Regions from separate parts of the Sus scrofa genome. Here region 2 is linked to region 1. A link is a contact called in public HiChIP or PLAC-seq data. All regions are on one chromosome and are shown on one strand. The core of a region is the stretch at or near the end of the contact, and the rest is flanking DNA. Distances in the headings are between cores, read along the strand shown.

Region 1 (7,175 bases), core at 1,779-4,278:
CAGCCACAGCAACGCCAGATCCGAGCCATGTCTGTGACCTACACCACAGCTCACGGCAACGCCGGATCCTTAACCCACTGAGTGAGGCCAGGGATCAAACCTGCATCCTCATGGATGCTATTCAGATTTGTTTCCGCTGAGCCACGATGGGAACTCCAGTATATCTTTCTTTTTATTTAAAAAAACAAACCAAAAAACCAAACATTTCCTATACTCCAAGAAACAGTCCACGTTTACCACTGAAGGAAAGGACACTGCTTGGATGCCAGGCAGTGAGGGGTATATATTCCCTTCCCCTATATGAGAAAAAAAAAAAATGCCTATTTTTTTCTGAAATCACATACAGAGACACAACACCACGGAGCTATTGGAAATCAGCTAATTTGATCTGACACCTTTATTAAGCCTCAACGGGCCAAAAAAAGGCTGGGCCCTGAAGGAAAAAGACACACCCTTTCCCATGCAGCTGCTCCCAGTCATGGGGCGGGGGTTGCGGGGTGTGGGGGGGTGGCTCAGGCAGGTAAGCAGGTGAATGCGTTTACATTAGTGTGGCAGGTGCTATGAGGGTGGCAGTGCCTCCAGGATGAAAGGAGGAGTGATTGGGAGTTGGGAGACGGAATTGCTGCAGCTGTTCCAGGCAGAAGGAACAACGTCTATAAAAGTCTGGAGAAGAAAGTTTCAGAGTTTTCCTTGGGTCAGTGTTACTGGTCCACACTTGTGGGGGTGGGGCGGTAAGAAAGGGATTACTGTCAGAGTCTCTGATTTTAACTGGCCACACCTAAAATCCAAGTGTTCCTTCCTTGCCTTGCCTAAGATAAATGGGTTTTTTTTGTTTGTTTTTGTTTTTTTGTTTTTGTTTTTTCGCTTTTCAGGGCTACACCCGAGGAATGCTGCAGCTGCCGGCCAACGCCACAGCCACAGCAACACCAGATCGGAGCTGTGTCTGCGACCTACACCACAGCTCACGGCAATGCCAGATCCTTAACCCATTGATCGGGGCTAGGGATTGAACCTGCATCCTCATGGATACTTTCAGGTTCCTAATGACTAAGTCACGATGGGAACTCCCCAAGATAAATGTTTTTAAATGAGGTAATGCAACATTATTTGCCTGACTCTTCTCCCTTGTAATCTAAGACACTGTTCTCAGTTTGGCTCTGCAATACACAGAGACACTTCCACTCGCCTTAAAAGGCCTTCAGGAGTTCCCACTGTGGTGCAGTGGGCTAAGAATCTGACTGCAACAGTTCAGGTCACTGCAGAGACTCAGGTTCCATCCCTGGCTCAGTGTGGGGGGGTTAAAGGATCTGGCTTTGCCACAGTTATGGCTCTGATTCAGTCCCTGGCCTGGGAAGTTCCATATGCCGAGGGTGCAGCCATTAAGAAAGGTCTTGAGGAGTTCCCGTCGTGGCGCAGTGGTTAACGAATTCGACTAGGAACCATGAGGTTGTGGGTTCGGTCCCTGCCCTTGCTCAGTGGGTTAACGATCTGGCATTGCCGTGAGCTGTGGTGTAGGTTGCAGACGCAGCTCGGTCCTGCGTTGCTGTGGCTCTGGCGTAGGCCAGTGGCTACAGCTCCGATCAGACCCCTAGCCTGAGAACCTCCATATGCCGCGGGAGAGGCCCAAGAAATAGCAAAAAAAAAACAAAAAACAAAAAAAGAAAAAAAAAAGGTCTTGAATTCTGATCCTGCCACATTTATCAAGTATGCAGAGGCATCACTCTCACCACTGGTCTCAGCCGTATGTGTACAGGTCACCCACATTACAATTCCCTCAGCCTCCACCCGGGGCCCAGGCAGGACTGTGCCACCCACTTCTGTAAGCCTAGCACAATGCCAAACACATAGAGGGGATCTATAAATGTACACTGAATGATCCACGTGTTTGGTGGGATAAAGTTCAATTCTCAAAACATAGTTAAATGCACCTCTAAAAAAAAGTGTTACCTACATAGCATGTTTCAATGCAGATGACAATTGAATAAGAAAATAGCGGTTGTGAAGCGGGGGGGGGGGTCCCCTGTTCCCTGAAAAGCAGCAGAACTCAGCATTCCCTGCTACTAGGGTAATGGGACTATTTTTTTCCTCTGAGCTTTTAGTGTCCATTGGAAGATTTTACTGGTGTTGTACTGGGTGGCAGATGTTTTGAATAAAAAGTAGACATTACAAGCTAATGATTTAGCAAAACAAACCAAAAGCCAGCAAGTCGGGAGGGAGAAGAGACACTAAGTCAAACTGTCCAGCTTTATTATAGGGTCTACTATTTGCTACCTCGGTTTCTCATTAAGCAAAGCTCAGTATATTTAAGGCAATTTTCAAAGAGTAAGTACAGCAAAACACAGCAATAAAGGCTAACCATACACTCGGATGGTCAGGACACGGACCAAGATTAAGGATTTTATGTCTCTGATCCACCACTGTTGGTCCTTAAACACCTATGATTCATCCAGCATTTCCTGAAGACCTACTTTGTGCCAGGCACTGTGCTGTGCTTTGGAAATACAGAGGTGAGGGACACAACAGCCCTGCCCTGAGGGGATTTATAACCTAGGAAGGGCTGCAGAAAAGTAAGGTAGAGACAGTTATAACTAGTCTAACCTGTGGAAGAAGCAGCATGAATGAGGGCTGACTACCCACGAGAAAGAAAATCTCTCAAAGCCGTGTTGTCCATCTTTGGGTGGTTCAGATAAGTCTCTTTCAGCTCCTCCTCTCATCCCTATGAGAAAAATAGCTCCAGTAGAATGTCCGCTAAGAGTGGCTCATCTTCCAAGATGTGCTCTCAGGAGCTTCGTATTCACAGCAAGTCGTCAAATAATACGGTTATGAAACTGCATTTTGCCTTTCAAAAGTACGAAGGAGACTGCGGGGTGGGGAATGCAACGCCAACTGGTAAACAGTTGGGATGCTTTCATCCTCCTTCTGTAGTAACTTGTTGAGGCCACAGAGAGGCGCTCTGGGTTAAAGAATGAGTGGGTTTCTATTTCCCACTGCAGTCTTTGCTTCTACCAGGGGCTTTCACAGAGCAACATGGGTTTATCTAACATCAGGAAGGTCAGCAGCTCTTGGAAGAAAGCACATGTTTGTCCTGCACAAAGTACAGATGTTTTTGACTGAAGTTTCAAAATAAATCTCATTTATGCAGGAAGAATTAAATCGAAAGTGGAGACTGCTTCTTCAGGGAGGGGGGCTTCTGTTGCTAAAAATAAGCATTTTTCCATCCCATCACCTCTGGGGGAAGAGGGGATAAAGAAGTAAAGCAAACAAAATGAGAACATTAAACAATAACGACAACAACAAAACCCCTCACAAAATAAAAACACAGCTCTCAGAATAATGAGAACATTTTTGAAAAGGACACACTGCTGGAAGCAGCTCTGACAGTATTCCCCTTGGTGTTGGGTTTGGATGATCCTATTTGAATAGGAACCTTCCTTAAGCTTCATCATGAACCAGTCAATAATCCACTGTTTGTAACATTACAAGTCAGTTGCCATGGAAATAAAACTGTTGTCACAAAATTAGCTTTTTGGTTATCATCCTGGATCGTACAGGAGCAGAAAGCTAGAAAATCGTATCTGTCCTGTGCTAATATTTTCATTTGTTAGGGGGGCAAACAAATCAAGAAATTCTATACAAATTGTATACTGTTATACTATGAATCTTTGAAAAGCCTCCAAAATCTTTACGCAGATTTTTTTTTTTTTTTTTTGTCTTTTTTAGGGCTGCACCCACGGCATATAGAGGTTCCCAGGCTAGGGGTCTAATCGGAGCTGTAGCTGTAGCCGCTGGCCTATACCACAGCCACAGCAATGGCAGATCTGAGCCGTCTGCGACCTACACCATAGCTCATGGCAATGCCAGATCCTCAACCCACTGAGCGAGGCCAGGGATCGAACCTGCAACCTCTTGGTTCCTAGTTGGATTCGTTTCTGCTGCGCCATGATGGGAACTCCTAATTTTTCAATCTCCAGTGCTTCATTGTGCAAAAAAATTATTTTAAGTATCTGTTGTTTATAGGGTTTATGAAATAAGCTACTGCTGAGGTTTCTAATTTTATTTTTTATTATTTTCTTTATTGTTGTACAAAATTTTTATCTAGCTGGAATTCCTGAGCTCTTTAGCTCTCAGTGAGTATTTTACATCTTTGTACTAGACAAAATAAATGAGTCATGTTAGAAATGAGTAAGAGGTTCTGGTTAGAAGACAGGTGGAAAAAAAAATGTATACCTGTCACTCTTGTCACTAATTTTAAGGTAGGTGTGTATGGCTTTTTTTTTTTTTTTTTTCTTTTTTTAAGTCTCTAAGGAAACCTGAGAAAATATGACTCTTTTCCAAGACGGCATTTCAGGACATGCAAAGATGATCAAAATCAGTGCGTTCAGAGGCCGACTGCTGAGGCTCGGGTTGCTGCAGAGGTGTATGTTCGATCCCAGCTTAGCACAGTGGGTTAAAGGACCCAACATTGCTGCAGCTGCAGCTCGAATTCAATCCCTGGCTGGGGAACTTCCATATGCTGTGGGCGTGGCCATTAAAAAAAAAAAAGATCAAAATTTTATCCTCCCTCCTGCTTCCATCCCCATTCCCTTCCCTGAACGAGAGAAGCAGCAAAAGTTCTTGCATAATCCTCATGTTTGGGTGGGCACCACTGAGTAATTATAAAACAATAGGCTATTTTCTGCTTCCTAAAAATAAGGAGGGCAATTATCCAGGGGTAGGGGTGGTTATGCAACGGACCACACTTCACCCACTGGAAATAAACGTGGAAAACATTTCAATCACATATGAAAAAAAAAAAAAAAAGGAGAGAAAAGCTGAGTAAAAACTAGCTAAATAAGAAACACACTGAAATAAAAACATGTGAAATAGTGAAGTAACTCACCCCAATTTATGCTGATGGCAATAATGTTGTTTTGTATCTATATTTAACATGAAAGATGAAAAAGTATGGGTTTTACAAACCTCAATGATTTTTTTTTTTTGCTTTTTAGGGCCGAAGGTATGGCATATGGAGGTTCCCAGGCTAGGAGTCCAATCACAGCTACAGCTGCCAGCCTACACCAGAGCCAGAGCAATGCCAGATCCCAGCCACCCGTGCGACCTACAGCATAGCTCATGGCAACGCCAGATCCTTAACCCACTGAGCAAGGGCAGGGATCGAACCCGCAACCTTATGGTTTCTAGCTGGATTTGTTTCTGCTGCACCATGATGGGAACCCCAATAAAACGTTTTAAAAGTATGTTCCCCAATTTTCTTTTATCTTCTAAAATTAAACCAGTTAGAGTACATCAGGGTAGTGATTTTAAAACATCCAAAATTAGTAAGATTAATTTTTTTTCAAATTAATTTTTTTGAAAACGAAAGAGTAATTTATTGTAGTATAAAGAGTCCTGGATTGGGAATAGAGACAAGATTTGAGGTCAGCTTTATAACCCATGAGTTCTGCGCCCCAAGCAGGTCACTCTAACTCACTAGTGTTTTTGTTTGCTTTTTGTCTTTTTTAGGGCTGCACCCACGGCCATATGGAAGTTCCCAGGCTAGGGGTCGAATCGGAGTTACAGCTGCCAGCCTGTGCCACAGCCATAGCAATGCCAGATCCCAGCCATGTTTGCGACCTACACCACAGCTCACAGCAACTCCAGATCCTTAAGCCACTGAGCAAGGCCAGGGATCGAACCCAAGTCCTTATGGATACTAGTCGGGTTTGTTACCACAGAGCTACAGTGGGAACTCCTGACTAGTATCCACAAGGATACGGGTTCGATCCCTGGCCTCACTCAGTGGGTTAAGGATCTGGCATTGCCATGAGCTGTGGTGCAGATGGCAGACACAGCCTTGATCCCGCATTGCTGTGGCTGTTGTGTAGATTGGCAGCTGCGGCTCTGATCTGACCCCTAGCCTGGGAGCTTCTATATGTCGCACCTGCAACCCTTAAAAAAAAAAAAAAAAGAGAGAGAGAGAGAGGGGGAGAGAGAAAAAGTTGGTGGAATTTTGATATTGTTACTGAATGAACCAAGCACCATAAACTATAATAGAGGATGCTAATCCATTACTAAAATGGAAAAGGAAAGACTTAGAACATTACCCACAGAGAAAGGTAGATGCAAATCTTCCAGCACTGCAATATTGCTCCAAATAACACGAGATCCGAAATAAGGCAAGAATGCAATGCTCCTGACAAGCATTGCTCCTGACGGCAATAATCCAATGCCCTCACACTTCAGAGGCCAATTTCCTTCTGGTATTTTCTCCCCAATTCATCCTGAGTGGACAGAATCTCTCAAGTCAGAGTGATTTATATTCAGTCAATCAATTCTCTGTCAGCAGAAAAACTCCACTGGGCTCATGAGGTGCAGTTTTCATGCTTGGAGTTTCCTTTATTTCTAGACAGACATTTCTGGGGAAGAGCCCCAGCATGTCAGCTCTGGAGACCAACTGCAACCATCCCAAAGGATGCTTAGGATATAAATGTAGCAAAACTCATACTGCCCTGATTTTGCTCACTAAGAAGTATGCAAAGCAGGTACTCACGCTGGACACACTTTATATTTCCTAGGTCTGTCCTCTTAGTGTTTACTGAGTGCAGCCATAACGATGTTTGTGGTAACAGCCTTTCATACCACGTGTACTCAAGACAGTCAGTGATGAAGCAGAGCAGCCCATAAAGCTCTGAAGTGATAACCTGGTCGAATGTCCAAATTCTCGCCCTACGAGTAAAGAATGATAATGCTGAAAGGATCTTTGGTCAGTCCGACTCTCTCCTACCCAGATGATAGGAGTAAATGGCAGCACATTTCCTAGGGTATAGTGTGACTTCTAGTCATTAGGAGTCTTAAAAAGGATTGCAGCCTTTGACCTAGTAATTCCATTTCTATGACTATATCCTAAGGAAGTAGTCAGAGATAAGGACAAAGATTTATGCACGAGGATGTTCAAAATCTAGAAACAACTGAAATTGTCCAAAAATAGGAAATGCTTAAATAAATAATAGTAGATCTTAGAACATCCTGCAACCATTAAAGGTAAATTTTAAAGAATAACTTGGGAAGCTCTCTAATATCAGAGTTAATTTGTATTTAAGCCTTATTTATATAGGTATATGTATATCTATCTATCTATATATGTACATGCCTATAAATTGAAAGAAACTTACTAAAATATTTCTAGTAGTTATCTC
Region 2 (7,175 bases), core at 2,733-5,232, 140 kb after region 1:
GTCTCAGACACTGCCCAGATCTGGCATTGCTGTGGCTGTGGTGTAGGCCAGCAGCTGCAGCTCCAATTCGACCCCTAGTCTGGGAACCTCCATATGCCACAGGTGCAGCCCTAAAAAGACAAAAAATAAAATAAATTAAAAAATAGGAGTTCCCGTCGTGGCTCACTGGTTAATGAATCCAACTAGGAACCATGAGGTTTCGGGTTCGATCCCTGGCCTTGCTCAGTGGGTTAAGGATCTGGTGTTGCCCTGAGCTGTGATGTAGGTCTCAAATGCAGCTCGGATCCCACGTTGCTATGGCACTAGACCCCTAGCCTGGGAATCTCTATGTGCCACAGGTGTGGCCATAGAAAAGACAAAAAGTCAAAATAAATAAATAAATAAAATAAAAATAAAAAAAATTATGTCTTTGAAATGTTCATCTATATTGTAGCAAGTATCAGAATTTCCCTCCTTTTTGAGGCTGAATAATATTCCATTGTGGGCATATATATTTTTTAATCTATTTATCTGTCAGCAGACATCTGGATTGTTTCCACCTCTTGGTTATTGTGAATAATGCTGTTATGAACATCGGTGTATCAAATATATTTTTCACAGGAAGTAAAAACAGAATGAGGCTTTAGAGGTCATGATGTCCAATCTCTGCCAATATGCCAATGTTTTGCCTTTGCCTTATTGGCAAAAAGAAAAAAAAATCTATGAAACAAACTAGCTGCTTGAAGAATAGAAATAATTAATGCTGCATTGGTAAAGTTTAATATATTCTTCTTTCATGTTTATGAAATAGGCCCATTCTCTGAGGCAAAAATAAAGAAATTCTCTAGCTTGAAAAAGTCAAAGTTTCTAAAAATGAAAAAAAAAAAAAGGATCATGGCAACCTGAAGTAAAATATTTTCCCTACTCCTGCCACAAATGGTGATATAGGAACACAGGAAGCAAGGTAGAGCCCATTCACAGCCAAGGCAGCCAGCCATCAAGACTTTGCCCAAAGATATTAGAAGGACTAGAGATCACATTCTAAGGATCAGAAGTTGTTGTAATATCAAAGATGCTGGCAAAGAAAGAATATCCTCATACTGGATTCTTTGTAATCTAGGTCCACATAATAAGATGAAATATTGAGTGGGAAAAGGGGGCTTGGGAGTAAATAGAGGAAATGGAAGAGTTGTGATTTTGTAAAACACAAAGTTAATGGCTTTTACCCCTCATGAGAAAAGGAATGTGTTCAACTATTACTCAGCTCTCCCTCTGAAAAACCGTTCTAACCTGCTCCATCTAATAATAACCCCTTTGCTTAGAATTCCTCATCTTCCTTCTCTACCTGGTAATTCCCATTTATTTTATAATACCCAATTTATATGTCCCCTCCTCTGAGACATCTTCTCAGACTGGTGAGACCCTACACATCACAGACACAGATGTTCCCTCCTATGCATCCCCATCATACTTTGTATCCACTTCTAGAACTTAGCGCCCTGCCCTGTAATGATCTGTGTACATGATTTTCCCATTTGGCTACATGTCCAAGGTATATATTTCATTTATTTGTAGGTTACCATCCTCTTATAACTAATCCAACTGGACCTGAACAATGATGGGAGAGGCAAAACTAATTTACAAAGAATTAACCAAATATTTGGCAGGAACACTGATATGATCAAATTATAAATAATAGGTAAAAAAAATTCCAATCCTAAAACAGAGCCGCGTTTTAAGATATCTCCCAACTGACCAGATGCTCCTAGGCATCCCAAACCAAGACACTTGATTTGGGTTTTAATCATGTTTAAAAATCATGTAAAAATACCTGGTACCCTTGAATAAAGACAGTGCCAAATGCTAGGGTTTTGGATTAATTATATTGTCCACAAAAACCAAGAGGAAAAAGGAACAGTTCACTCCTCATATGGGGCTAATCTCTGTAACTGGCAATGTTTACCCCACAAAAGTACTTCATTATTCACAATTCTCAAGATTGGCATGTTTTATTTTCTTAACAATACAGATTATTAATGGGCTATAATTAAAGGTGGATCACAGTGTCCTAGAATAATACTAGACTAGATACTATAAGCCCTCTTGTTATAATAATGATGTACACGATATAATACTACATAAATAATAATAAACTTCTTTTATTTATTTATTTATTTATTTATTTGCTTTTTAGGGCAAAAAAACCCAGGCCAGGGGTTGAATTGGAGCTATAGCAGCTGGCCTACACCACAGCCACAGCAACACCAGATCTGAGCCATGTCTGCAACCTATGCCACAGCTCACCACAGTGCCGGATCCTTAACCCACTGAGCGAGGCCAGGGATTGAACCTGTGTCCTCATGGATCCTAGTCAGATTCATTTCCGATGAGCCAGGATGGGAACTCGTGAATAATAATAAGCTTTTTAATTTATGGCTGGCTTGTAAGAAAGTAAAGAAAATCTGTTTAAAAAAAAAAGAAAACTTAAAATACAATGAGTTGTCAACCAGTGAGCTGAAAGCACACTTGGGAAAAGCAGAGAAAGCTGGTGTTATTTGGGGACTCTGCTACGCCTTCTGCACAGGAATCTAGAAATTTGGCCTTGGGCCCCCTTCAAAGTGAGAAAGCTGAATCTGCATATCCCATGTTAATTCAGGACACTGAAGTGGGCCAAGGCAGTCATAGATTTGCTAGGATCCCTAGTGACTCCTAGCTCCACGAGAAGAGCCTAAGTCGTCTCTGAAGTTACTCCAGATTTAGGCCTGCAGAATTGCCAAAGATATTCTACCAGAAATGAGCTCACAATCAAAAAATATAAAACACACAAGGAAGCAAGCCATAGATGACCCGGCAAACACACCACTCAGTGCATTCAGATCCCAGCAACTTCAAGACTGGAACTGTCAGTTAAAGAATATAAACAGATTATATAAGAAATGTTCAAAGAAATAAAAGATAAAAAAATTTTAAAGTGGGAATAATAGACTATCAAAAATAACCTGAAGTTTTTTTAAAAGAATAAAAGTTATTAAAAAGGAAAAATATAGTTTTTGAAATTTGAAACTCAAATGTTGACTCCAAATATGGAAGAGAAAAATAGTGAAATAGAGAATAAATATGAAGATATTATCAAAACAATGGCAAAGAAATTAACGGCAAAAAAATGAAAAGATAGTTGAATAAGAGGGTCTAAAACAGCTTTAATTGGCATCCCAGGATGAAAACAATAAAGAGACATAATACTAGAAGAAGTAATATATAAGAATTTTTCACAACTGAAGAAAAGCATAAATCCACAGACACAGGAAACACAATGTATATCAAGCAGAGCAAATGGAAACAAATCCACAATTAGACATTGTCAGAGTATAATGAAATTGTAAAAAAAAAAAAAAAATACATACACACAAACATAAATCTGAAAAGAAGTCAAAGAATTGACATTACAGTGACTCAAGATGTCTCAATAGCAACAACAGAGGCTGGATATAGAAGAATAAAAAATATTGTCAAAGTCCTAAGTTCTAGCCATTTTTGTGCAGCTTTCAGCTTCTATTACCTTGCCAAGCACATCCTAAGTGTCCAGAAAATTCTGGCTGAGTAAATCAACACGATTCTCCATCTCCACACCAATTAAATGATTAAATTAGCCAGTAGGAAGAGTAAAACGAGACTCTCGGTAATGAAATCTGAAATTGGCTTATTTCCTCAGTTTGTTAAGAGTCTTGGGGCTGGAGAATGCAACAACAAATCCATCACAAAGTGAAAAACATCTGCTAATATGAAACAGTCCCTACCCCCTAAATCTCACTCTTGCGCTCAGTCAAGAGAAATGCCTTTTATTCAGTACAGTTGGCACGGAATGTTTTTGTTTATAATAAAGATTCCTATCATCCACGCAGAGGTTGCTGCTTGTGCTGTGCAGCACAGACAGCCGTTGTGCACGTTTGTGACAGACCGCTGCTCCACACTGACTAAGAAAGACTGACTCAGCTCCAATTTCAGTTTACTCTGGGCTTTCAGATTCTGCTGACTGCAGACCAAACTTTCTTCCCCAACAATGGCTGCATATATTTAGCCATCCCCACAGAATTCCACAGGAATTTGAATTAAAATTCAGGAACTCGTAAGGTATCTAATGAGAAGCAAAAACTTCAAATCACTTTTAGAGTTAATTGCTTTTTCACTTAAGTAAAAAGCAAATATTATAGGACAGAAATAAATTTTATTTCTTAAAACAAGCCATGTAAGCTGATCTATTGTAGCTTGGTTTGAATTTTTGAATTTCCTGTTTTTGGAGACTAGGAAATTGGATATACAAATTCACTTGAGACAAAACTGTAATACTTTCCAAATTATCCAAATATAGGTCCCCCCAATCCAACTAAGTTTAAATTTTCATTTGCACATGGAGTGAAACTAAATAATCGGTTTAATCTGTAAATAATTCAGTGAGTTCATATGACAGCTACATGTTCTTCTGAAGTCTTTCCATTTTCTTTAGCATTTACTGTAGATCAAAACTAACTCTAGTTAATTAAGATACTACCATGAATCAGATTCATATTAGCAGTTTCTTTATGCCTTGTCTCTTTTTCCCTCCCATAAATAAAAAAAAAAAAAAGTTTAAAGTGAAAAAAAGAGTCATGGCTAATTTAGAAACACTACGGTATCTCTAAATGTGCCTCCGTGGAACATTTTATCAGACCACAGACCATGACAGTTTTAGAAACTGAAGAGTAATTAACCAGCAAGTAAGACAACTGCCACTTCTAGTGACTTTGGACACGCCACTTAGGCATTGTCCTCATCTATAAAATGGAAGCACTGCACATGTGGATTTCAAAGTGTCCAGCCTCTCATGATGCTTATGGATTCTTTACCCCTTCCAAGCCCATGGCTTCCTTAGTTATTTATTAAGAATCTATTACCTAGGCCATGACTTTATAACCACAGTGACGGTCTTTCGCCAATTACCTCCTTTCTATCTCTCTACCCTCCACACCGTAGCCTATTTCAATTTTTTTTCTACCTACTCAAACAATATTTTTTCACTTTATTTTACAGAGCAGGCACATTAAATTGGAAAAGACTTCTCACTGTTGAAGATAATAATGGAATACACCACAATAAAAATGCATCAGTAAATACTTTGATTTAAATTAAATAACATAGTCAAACAAAAAACATGTCTCTCTCCAAAGACTACTTTCAAAAGTCTGTAATGTAAAGCATAAGTAAAATATGCTTTGTCCAGTCTAAAAACACTAGATAGAATTGTAAATTAGCAAGGCCTGAAAATACAGATACCAACCAAAGGAAATTTATTTTTGTGAACTGATGGAACATAATACATAGGTGTAATGCATTGCTCACACACTGGAGTTCCTTGGAGCTCTCTGGGAGTGAATCGATGAGATACCCTAGGGAGGAAATAGGACTATGACCTTGGCCAGCAGACCACTGAGCCAACACAGAAATGCTCACTCCCAACATCATGAATGAGCGCCCCTGCTCCCCAACATGAATGAGCGCCCCTGCTCCCCAACATAGCTTCAAGGAGGATCCGAATAGAGAAAAAGGAATGACTACCATGCTAAGCAAGCAGGCATCTGAGAACAAGCCTTCTGGACCACTCTTGTGACTGCTGCATGAGCAGGCTGCCAGCCAGGTGGGTCAGAAACAGTGACCAAACACATCAGCATAAATGAAATCAAATGTACTTCCCCCTCTTTTCTTTCTTCTTCCTTTTTTGTTAGCTTTACTCCCCTCTTCTCCCTTCTCTTCATCCACTCATTCTTACTTTTTTTTTGGGGGGGGGGAGGTGTATCCATAGCATATGGAGGGTCCCAGGCTAGTGGTTGAATTGGAGCTGTAGCCACTGGCCTACACCACAGGCACAGCAACTCGGGATCCGAGCCGCATCTGTGACCTACCCCACAGCTCATGGCAACATCGGATCCTTAACCCACTGAGTGAGGCCAGGGATCGAACACGCATCCTCACAGATACTGGTTGGGTTCGTTAACTGCTGAGCCATGACGGGAACACCCTCATTCTTATGTTTAAATAAATGTGTATCCAGCCACTACCTGGGACACGCTCCCTTCCATAGCTCAGAGTCCAGTGAGGGGTAGTAACATCAGAACAATTATAGTACTGAGGGTTGGCCTGAAAATAGTAAATAGAATTCCTGACGTTAAGGTAGAATACATTTGAGTTACTCAATCCAAAACTGGGAGGTCAGGTAAAGTTTCTTGGAGGGAGTAAAGACCATGCAAAATCTGGAGGAAAGATAACCAGAGAGTGGACTAGGAAAGGTAAAGGGGATTACGAACATTTTTTTGGAAGTCACCGTAAGTAGAGGGGGAAAAAAGTCCTAAGAAATGAAAATTAACACTTAACAGGATTATAGTAAGAACATGCTCAAACTTTTGGGACTTTCATGAAATCTTCCATCTCCCTTACATTTTGATATAGGTACTAAGGTGATAGCTTTAAGAACAAAGTGGGATCAGCTTCCATGTCTACATCCACGGGTGGCCTGAGGGTACAACAGGCTGCTGCTCTTGGCTTCATATCTGCATGACCCTGACACACAGATGAGTTAATCCTAGCAAGTGCAACAGTTAATCCAAGTAAGGATTCCATCAGCATTATCTGATAGAAATGAATGCCTTTCAAAGATCATTAAATGAATTAGGAAAAGAAATCTACTCCAAAGAAATGTCCCACAGAAATAAGTAATTCATTTCACTAACTTCAGTGCTGTAACTAATAATAATAGCCATTTGAGCAGAACTGGTTCTTAAGCCCCTATATTCAATATCCTTAATCCACTTAGTAATAAAACCACCCCTTTAGTTTGGCCCATGGCCACCTAGAAAAAGACTACATTTTCCAGCCTCTCCTGCAACTAGGTACTGCCATGATACCAAGGGGTGACCAGTGGGATGGTTGGCTGTGGCAACAGGTACAACTTCTGGATCATGATCTTAAAGGGAATGTGTTGTACACACCACTACATTTCTGTCTCTGTCTTTTATCTGGGGGATAAGGAAATGCGTCTTAGAAAAGCTATTTAGGAGTTCCCATCATGGCACAGCAGAAATAAATCCGACTAGGAACCATCAGGTTTTGGGTTCGATCCCTGGCCTCGCTCAGTGGGTTAGGATCTGGCATTGCCATGAGGATCT

The links. HiChIP or PLAC-seq counts read pairs in DNA pulled down with a chosen protein or histone mark.
Region 2: an H3K27ac HiChIP or PLAC-seq map of skeletal muscle shows a contact between it and region 1, with 6 times the contacts expected there. The contact joins two enhancer-like sites. A contact is called at or near these places in 5 of 47 Hi-C or Micro-C datasets (embryonic fibroblasts, fibroblasts, heart right ventricle and 1 more) and 2 of 2 datasets of contacts at active chromatin or transcription factors (alveolar macrophages and skeletal muscle).

The regions. Positions count from the first base shown.
Region 1 is chr8:39,865,748-39,872,922 of Sscrofa11.1, forward strand. All of the region lies in intron 5 of SCFD2 (sec1 family domain-containing protein 2), which reads right to left. Among named protein-coding and RNA genes, the nearest start is that of RASL11B, 170 kb to the left of the region's middle. Within about 2 kb of position 3,029, at least 26 of the 83 cell types and tissues checked have an H3K27ac peak or open chromatin away from gene starts, as enhancers often do. A contact at or near this core is called in skeletal muscle, where this site is marked.
Region 2 is chr8:40,003,384-40,010,558 of Sscrofa11.1, forward strand. The region is part of intron 4 of SCFD2 (sec1 family domain-containing protein 2); the gene reads right to left. Among named protein-coding and RNA genes, the nearest start is that of SCFD2, 140 kb to the right of the region's middle. Within about 2 kb of position 3,983, at least 17 of the 83 cell types and tissues checked have an H3K27ac peak or open chromatin away from gene starts, as enhancers often do. A contact at or near this core is called in skeletal muscle, where this site is marked.